Linked DNA regions of Anas platyrhynchos: region 2 is linked to region 1. A link is a contact called in public Hi-C data. All regions are on one chromosome and are shown on one strand. The core of a region is the stretch at or near the end of the contact, and the rest is flanking DNA. Distances in the headings are between cores, read along the strand shown.

What was found. A called contact is a pair of places that touch in the nucleus more often than the background predicts.
Region 2: a contact with region 1 is called in a Hi-C map of subcutaneous adipose tissue, with 2.1 times the contacts expected there. The contact joins the enhancer-like site here to the promoter of FZD5 in region 1. A contact is called at or near these places in 2 of 8 Hi-C or Micro-C datasets (skeletal muscle and subcutaneous adipose tissue).

The regions. Positions count from the first base shown.
Region 1 is chr7:27,677,895-27,681,662 of IASCAAS_PekinDuck_T2T, reverse strand. FZD5 (frizzled class receptor 5) reads left to right here and starts at 2,343. Exons shown (of 1, transcript XM_005031687.5): 1 at 2,343-3,768. The coding sequence starts at 2,485.
Region 2 is chr7:27,779,728-27,783,977 of IASCAAS_PekinDuck_T2T, reverse strand. No RefSeq gene overlaps it. Among named protein-coding and RNA genes, the nearest start is that of PLEKHM3, 8.8 kb to the right of the region's middle. Within about 2 kb of position 1,332, at least 4 of the 8 cell types and tissues checked have an H3K27ac peak or open chromatin away from gene starts, as enhancers often do. A contact at or near this core is called in subcutaneous adipose tissue, where this site is marked.

The sequences.
Region 1 (3,768 bases), core at 1,094-3,593:
GATGCAGGTTAGGGTTTTCAAGTTTAGCAAGGCTCTCATGGTGAAAAGCATTCAAGTGATTTAAATGTGAATTCCTGTCCCCAGCCGACAGCTTTCAAATCATTTGAGCTCATGAGAAAATGCTGCCCCCCCGCTGCTGCTGCACTTGGGTAGGATTCGGGTGCCAGGGTCCTGCTGCACGTGCTGGCAGCAATTCTCCGCCTGCCCTGCCCGCTCTCAGAGCATCACCCTGTGCCTCTGCCTGCCAGGTCCCTCCAGCAGGCAGGGACCATGGTCCCTTATAGGGCCCCCGCTCTGGGTTTGGGGCTGGCAGGTCAGTCTTGGTGCCAGGGCTTGCAGTGCTGGCAGCCCAAGGCCTCGTGTCTCAGGTGGGAACGCAAAGGGCTGGAAGCCGCCACAGCCCTTGCTAAGCCGTGGTTATCAGGGGTCACTGCTAATTTGAGCAGCGCCTGAGCTAGCACGGCCTCCAGCTGGGGTGAGTGACAGGCTGCCCGCCGGCACCAGGAGCCCCGAGTCACCTCCCTCCTGGCAGCCTGGGACTTGGCAGCAGCGCAGGCAAAACCGGGATTTGCTGCGCCAAGCAAGAGGGGTTGAGGGCCAGGGTCGGCTCACAGGTCCTGCGGCAGGGCTGTGCTTCCAGCCCGGCTTGGGTACGGCAAGGTCGCTGCTCCCAGCTTTGTCCCTGCCCACAGCCTGGGCTGAAAGGCTTTTTGCAGATGTCTGCTGGGTTCTCCAACAAGGGCAAGAGCAACAGCTGGCCTTTGCCAAGGAAGCTTGCTCAGCCTTTCCCTGAAGTGTTTTAAAAGTCACGGTATCCTTCACAAAAGTAGTTGGTAGCGGTAAACAGTGAATGCTGATAATAAAGCAGAGAAAGAACCAAAAGCAGAAATACTTACCATCTTCTTTCGCTCTGTTTCTACCAGAAACCACTTCATCTCAGCTGGAAATGCAACGATGAGTGGAAGGGGCGTCCGTGAGGACACGCGCTGCCAGCCCCTGCCCCTGCCCTTCGGGCTGGAGCCATGAGCAGGGCCAGGCCAGGCATCTGAGCAGACCTGTCTGACGTGGTGGAGCTTCATGAACGCCTCTGCACAGGGATTAAAGGTAAAGCAATTTCCTAATAATTTGTAGTTTATTAACAATGGCAGAAAGGTCTTAGGGGTGAGAAATACTTTTTCTTTTGTCTCCAGGATTTGGCACAGTAGGTTTCGTGCAGGCGCAGCGTCTGTCACTAATGGTGCTGGATGCACGTACTGCACTGTACTCTCGCGCCGTACTGTAGAGATGAATAACAAGCCCATCAACTGTACTTGCACTTACACCATATTTAATCCTGTTCTGGTTGCTCTGCTACATATTCATAAAACCAAAAAGGAAACAGAAGCACAGAGCAAGCCAACAGATGTCTACCTGTCTCTTAATTGGATTTTATGTGTCCCCAGTGTAGCAAATGCAGCATTATTTACAGCCAGGCTCTGAGAATTAGATACATCTGGAGGCGAGGCAAAACCTCAACCAGGCTACAAGGGTTGATAGATTAGCTGAAATGAAGAGCTGCCCCATTTTCCCCTTCTTATCTTTTCCCTTCCCCCCTGCGTACCTGTTACTCATTGTGTGTCAAATCAAACCAAGATATTGCCCAAGGGAATGATTATAAAAATGAAAAATACCGGCAAAACTGAGAATTTCTGCTCTTGCAGAGCTTCATCAGCGTTTTCTAATTGTACAGCAATGATGATAATAAAAAGGCTGCCCTCTGCTCTCAGCTGTAATTTGGATAATCAACTGAAAGCCGTAATGAAACTGTCTGTGATTGCTTTCTGCTGGGCTGCTAGTTCACAGAAACTCATGGTCGAGGAGAATTAAAAGTTATGACTCCTGCTACAGGGATGTGCAGTTGTGTTCAGAAGGGCATGTGACTGGTAGCACTGTGCCGCACAGCTTCAGAGCTGCCAAAACTTGCGGCGTGCAGCCAAGTGCCAAGGGGGCTCAGCCGAGCTTTGCTTCTGCCTGTTTTACAAACCGAGCTGTCCGGCTCCCAGGCGGACAGCGCCAAACGCACGCGTGGGCACGGCGCGTGTCGGTGCGCGGCCTGCAGCCCCCGAGCCCCTCGGAGCGTGGCTGGCGCTGTGCCGCCAGCAGCCGCAGCGCGCCCGGCCCCGGGGCTGCGCTGGGGCGGCGGGGCCGGGGCCCGCCGGGGGGCGCTGCCGCGGCGGGGCGGGGGCGGCGGCGGCGGCGGCGGGGCCGGGGGCGGCCCGGGGAGCCCGGCGGGGCGGGGCGGGGCGGGGCCGGGGCGGGGCCCGCGGCGCGGCGCGGTGCGGGGGCTCCCGGCCGCCCCAGAGCGCAGGTGGCGGCGGCGGCGGCGGCGGCGCCGGTCCCGGTCCCGGTCCCGCGGGGCCCCGCTCCCGGCCCCGCTCTCGGCGCGGCGGCGGCGGCAGGGGCAGGCGCCCGGGGCATGCGGCGGCGGTAGGGAGCGCGGCGGCGATGGGCGGCCGGGCTCTGCCGGCGCCGCTGCTGCTGGGGCTGCCGCTGCTGCTGGGGCTGCCGGCGGCGGGGCGCGCCGCTTCCAAGGCGCTGGTGTGCCAGGAGATCACGGTGCCGATGTGCAAGGGCATCGGCTACAACCTCACCTACATGCCCAACCAGTTCAACCACGACACGCAGGACGAGGCCGGGCTGGAGGTGCACCAGTTCTGGCCGCTGGTGGAGATCCAGTGCTCCCCGGACCTGCGCTTCTTCCTCTGCAGCATGTACACCCCCATCTGCCTGCCTGACTACACCAAGCCGCTGCCCCCCTGCCGCTCCGTCTGCGAGCGGGCCAAGGCGGGCTGCTCGCCCATCATGCAGCAGTACGGCTTCGCCTGGCCCGAGAGGATGAGCTGCGACAGCCTGCCAGTGCTGGGGGACACCGAGGTGCTCTGCATGGGCTACAACCACACGGAGGCCACCACCTTGCCGCCTTTCTTCGGGAAGCCCACGCGCCCGGCCAAGGACGCAGCCAAAAACCTGACGCCGCTCGGTGGGCAGCGCCCTGCGGGGACGGAGTGCGGGCAGACTTGCAAGTGCAAAGCGCCACTGATCCCCATCTCCAAGGAGTCCCATCCGCTGTACAACCGTGTAAGGACCGGGCAGGTGGCCAACTGCGCCATGCCCTGCTACCAGCCCTACTTCACCCAGGACGAGAAGACCTTCGCCACCTTCTGGATTGGCCTCTGGTCCATCCTCTGCTTCCTGTCCACCTCCACCACCGTGGCCACCTTCCTCATTGACATGGAGCGTTTCAAGTACCCTGAGCGCCCCATCATCTTCCTCTCTGCGTGCTACCTCTTTGTCTCCGTGGGCTACATCGTGCGGCTGGTGGCAGGCCATGCCAACGTGGCTTGCAACCCCGAGCACCACCACATCCACTACGAGACCACGGGCCCTGCGCTCTGCACTGTGGTCTTCCTTCTCCTCTACTTCTTCGGCATGGCCAGCTCCATCTGGTGGGTCATCCTGTCCCTCACCTGGTTCCTGGCTGCTGGCATGAAGTGGGGCAACGAGGCTATTGCTAGCTACGCGCAGTACTTCCACCTGGCTGCCTGGCTCATCCCCAGCGCCAAGTCCATAGCTGTGCTGGCACTCAGCTCTGTGGATGGTGATCCAGTGGCTGGGGTTTGCTATGTGGGCAACCAGAGCCTGGAGAACCTGCGGGGCTTCGTGCTGGCGCCGCTGGTGGTTTATCTGTTCACTGGCAGCCTCTTCCTGCTGGCCGGCTTTGTCTCGCTG
Region 2 (4,250 bases), core at 83-2,582, 100 kb before region 1:
GGCAGGAACCACGGCTGAGTGCATTGAATGCTGAGGACCTGGGGCTGAGACAGCTGAAGCTGTGCTGGGTTCATGGCACATGGCTGCTGTCCTTCCAGGTCTACGGCTGCCAAGCATCTCTGGCGGTCTGTTTTTGAGCAGAAGGATGATGATTCTTGAGTGAGGCTTCTCTGCTGTCTTCCAATTGTTTCCTTCTTCAACGTCCTCTCCCTCCCCTAAAAAGAAGTGACATCTGTGCCATATCCCTGAGCAGATCTCCTACAGCTGTTGCAAGAAGTCCAATGCTCTCCTGCAATCAAGTCACTTTTCCATTGTGGGTGGAAGATGAGATAGGGGACACTTGCCAGAAAATTACCTAAGTATGTGCATATTGTTAAACAAAAGCAATTTTTCTTCAACACTGCATTACAATCAGAACCAGGAGAAGATGGGTTTCATACCTGCTGAGCACAGGGCATACCGCTTGCCTGTTCCCTCTCCCAGCATTGATGTCCCCACAGATGCGATGCCTGCATGTCCCATGGTGTCTGCAGGACCCAGAACAGGAGCTGGGGGTCCATGGCTGGCGGAGAGGTGAAGTTCTGAAGCCTTGGTAGGCCTGGGAGACCCAGCGGGCTGCTCTTGTTCAGAGGAGCTTGAGAGAGAAATGTCTCAGCACCATGTGAGAAAAGGGTGGTTGGAAATAAATAGTGAGGAAGTATGTGATGATGTTGCACCAGAGGGATTGTGGTGAATAAAATTTACTTAGAATAAAAAGAAAACTCTTTGCCTGTTGCTCAGTGAACAGGCCATTCATCTTTATGAGCTGAACTTGAAATGCGTGGTGCTGTACTGACAGATTGTTTGGAAAGGCCAGGATTACCTAATTTTCAGGCAGACAAACAGGTACCTTTGTGCACCATGGGTGCTCATTCATCCTTGCTGTCACTGAAATCAGGTAATGCACACGAACGCAACCTGGTTACATTCTGTAGTATATGCGAAATTGTTGGTATGTGATGAAGAGAAGAAAAACTGCTTATGGAAGATAACCAAACACGTTTCTTTTATGGATGACTGCGAGTCCCCGTTATGGACTCGCTTCAGCGTGGCCCTTTAGTGCAGCATTGTCTGAGCACTGATCCAGCCTGGTTCAGCCCAGCACCAGCTCCCTGGGTGCTGCACAGGGTGGCTCGGGGTGCGCTGGGCTTCCAGACTGCGGTACGTCCCTAACCAACACCTAGGTGTGCCTGGCCTGGAGGTTATTTTTGCACAACCCCTACCTTAGGGTGGGGTCCAACGCTACTTTCCAATGGAATAAACAACTTGCAACTGTCGGGCAACTTTTGGTTTTCCTTGGTAACAGGCTGCACCGGGGATCTTGTTGCTGCCCTGTGGCGACACCGATTCCACCTCCCTCCCTCCCGGGTAAGCCTCCGCGCCCTCGGCGCCCGGCGCCCGGGCCGGCCTGGGGCTCCTTGCCCGGGAGTCCCGGCCCCGGGCCGCCTCTCCCGGCGGGGGGGGGGACGCGGGCGGCCCCCGGCGGGGGGAACCTTGGTGCCGCGGCGCCGTTTCCCGCGGCGGCCGGGCCGGCTTTGCGGCAGGACGCGGCCCCGCCGAGGAGGGGCCGGGCCGGGCCGGGCCGTGCCTGCGCGCCGCCGGCTGGGCTGGGCTCGGGCCGGGGGCTCGGAGCGGGGAGCGCGGAGCCCCTTCCTCGGAGCACGGGCGGCCAGGTAAACCCTCCCGGGCGGCCGGGCGCGCCGCGGGGCTCGAACGCTGGGCGAGCCCTTCGGGACCGCCTCCACGTCCCGCCGGGTCGGGCTCCCCCCGGGCCGCCCGCAGCGGGGCGAGGCCCGAGCGTGGCCGGCTCGGCGCTAGGCTCCGGCCCCGCCTGCGGGGCAGGCCCCGGCCTCGCACCTTTCCGCAGCTCTCCGCGGGAATTTGGGCCGCTCCCAGTCGGTGCAGGCACATCCAGGGTGTGTGTGCGTGTGCACAGCGCAAAGGCATCGCTCCCTGTTTTAATAGCACAGTGACATAATGCTGTAGTGGCTTTGCACTGCAGCGAAATTGTGTCTCTTATGGAGCAAGCAGGCAAGCAAAGCCAGTGGCATTAAACCTGCTGGAGTGAAAGAGGCCCGACAGGAGAGTATCGGCTGCATGGGTGTGCATGACAGCTGGAGGAGCAATGTGAACACTGGGGTTAGTGGCATTGCCAGGGAAGGGAAGAAAGTCGAGATTAGGTTAGCACAAGGAATCATGGCTTGTGCCTGATCTGTTTTCTGCTCTGTAAATATGTACTTAAAGCTCTGATCCTATGAGGATTTACGGACAAGTCTAATTTTAGGCACTGCGTCATCCCGCTGAGTGACTACAAGTCACTGTGTGTAAGAATACGAGAGCATCTGAATCTTGGTAGGACAGATACCCATACACTTCAAGCAACAGGAGTTGCCCTCTTACTGCTTTCATAGTTTGTACATCCTATATGGAAAACAAAATTAAAGGATTAAATTTAAGACGAAAAAATCACAGAATTGTCTAGGTTGGAAGAGACCTCAAGATCATCGAGTCCAACCTCTGACCTAACACTAACAAGGCCTCCACTAATCAGAAATCTAAAATGTGAAACATAGCACTGTGTAGTGGAATGAAGAATCTAATCAGTCTACGGCAGCTAGGTGCATCATACCTGCAGAACCATATCAGACTGCAGTTCTGTTGCATTGTTCATATTTCAATTTAATCAGATGTTCTGAGGTTTCTACTGGGCTTCTGCAAAGATCGTTTGTAATAACCAGTTTAGAAAACACCAAATGTTTGTGCTGGAGGAGTCAAATGACTCTATAGCAGCTTGTGTAGCTGAACCAGCCTGCAGGGGTTAGCAGTTGTGGCAGGGCTGCCAGGACCTGAGGGTTTGGGTTGCTGTGGTAGTCTGCTGAATTTAGCATTATTTGGATCATTGCTTCCTTTCCTTCCCCTGCCCCTTTTCCCTTATAATGAATGTGCCAAACCACTGTGGCCCTGGCTGTTTGGAAGACAAGAAGAGGGCTTAGTTTGAGGTTCAAGATGAGTTTGTTATTAAACGTGTAGTTCCATCAATGTCAGCATTCAGCCACTGATAGTTATGGGGAATCCGGGGTCTCACTGTGGAAAGGCTTGCAGTGTCCCAGCCAAGCTCTTTGGGTACCATGGTGAGCAAGAGGAGTTGGTTGCAGATCAGGGTTACTCAGAAAGCCACGTGATGAACAAATGTGAAATTCAAGTCTGTATTTTCTTTTGGCATTGCTGTAATCCCAGAGAAGAAATGTCTCCCGTGTTCTTGTGGGAGGTCTTGTTTCTTGCCTTCTTGGCCTCTGGTGCAATGGCAGCTGCTATTCCCAGTTATGCGGGTGCACTGGGCTGTGCTGGCACAATTGGAGGCTGATTATAGCTTCCTGCTTGGTGTGCCTCAAAAGAACTACACTGCAGAGGTAACTAAAAATTAATTGTGTAGGCTGGCATAGATGGCAACAGATTCAGTTATTGCATTACTATTTATACCAGCTAGTGCTTCGTCTAGAAAAGTCCCAAAGCTGCTTATAGTCCATGAGTCCTACTTTTGAGATAAATGTCTTTATGTGGCAGCCCCCCCTTATATACATCCTTCATTACTTAAATGCAGCCACCTCTGGGCATCAGGGGAAGCATGTCAGGCAGAACACAACAGCTGAAAGCTCAGCAGCCTGATTTCCAGCAGTCTGTAAATGAGTAGCGAAATGTGCCTTTCATTTCTGTTGAGAACTCATGGGGACAAACAGAAAATGTCTTCATTTCTGATCTTTTTTAAATAAAGAAAAAGACAAGCTTTTAAATGCTGGCTCTTCTCTTCAGCATAGTTCTAGAAAATATGGAACAGGGAGATAATTATAATTTCAGTTGTGTTAACCAGAAACGTTTATCAAAAATGGTTTATGTCACTTGTTATATCCACATTTCTTTGACTTTCTAGGAGACAAGCTGGTGTGTTGTGGTGGCAATGTGCAATTCACACATTTCTTCTTGTACTGGATAAGGTTTGTGTCCTGCCTCTCGGATACCCTGCTCCTTGACTTCCTCTGCACTCTGTGCTGAGGTCAGGAAGTCACAGGCTGTCCTGTTTTATTGTCCTTGTGGTATCTGGAACAGGCAAGAGTTCTTGTAGTCAAGAGCAGCATGTAAAGTGCAAGTTACATAGTTCTAAACAAACCTGTATGCACAAAAGCAAATGAACCTGAGCGCAGAAATCTTTTACC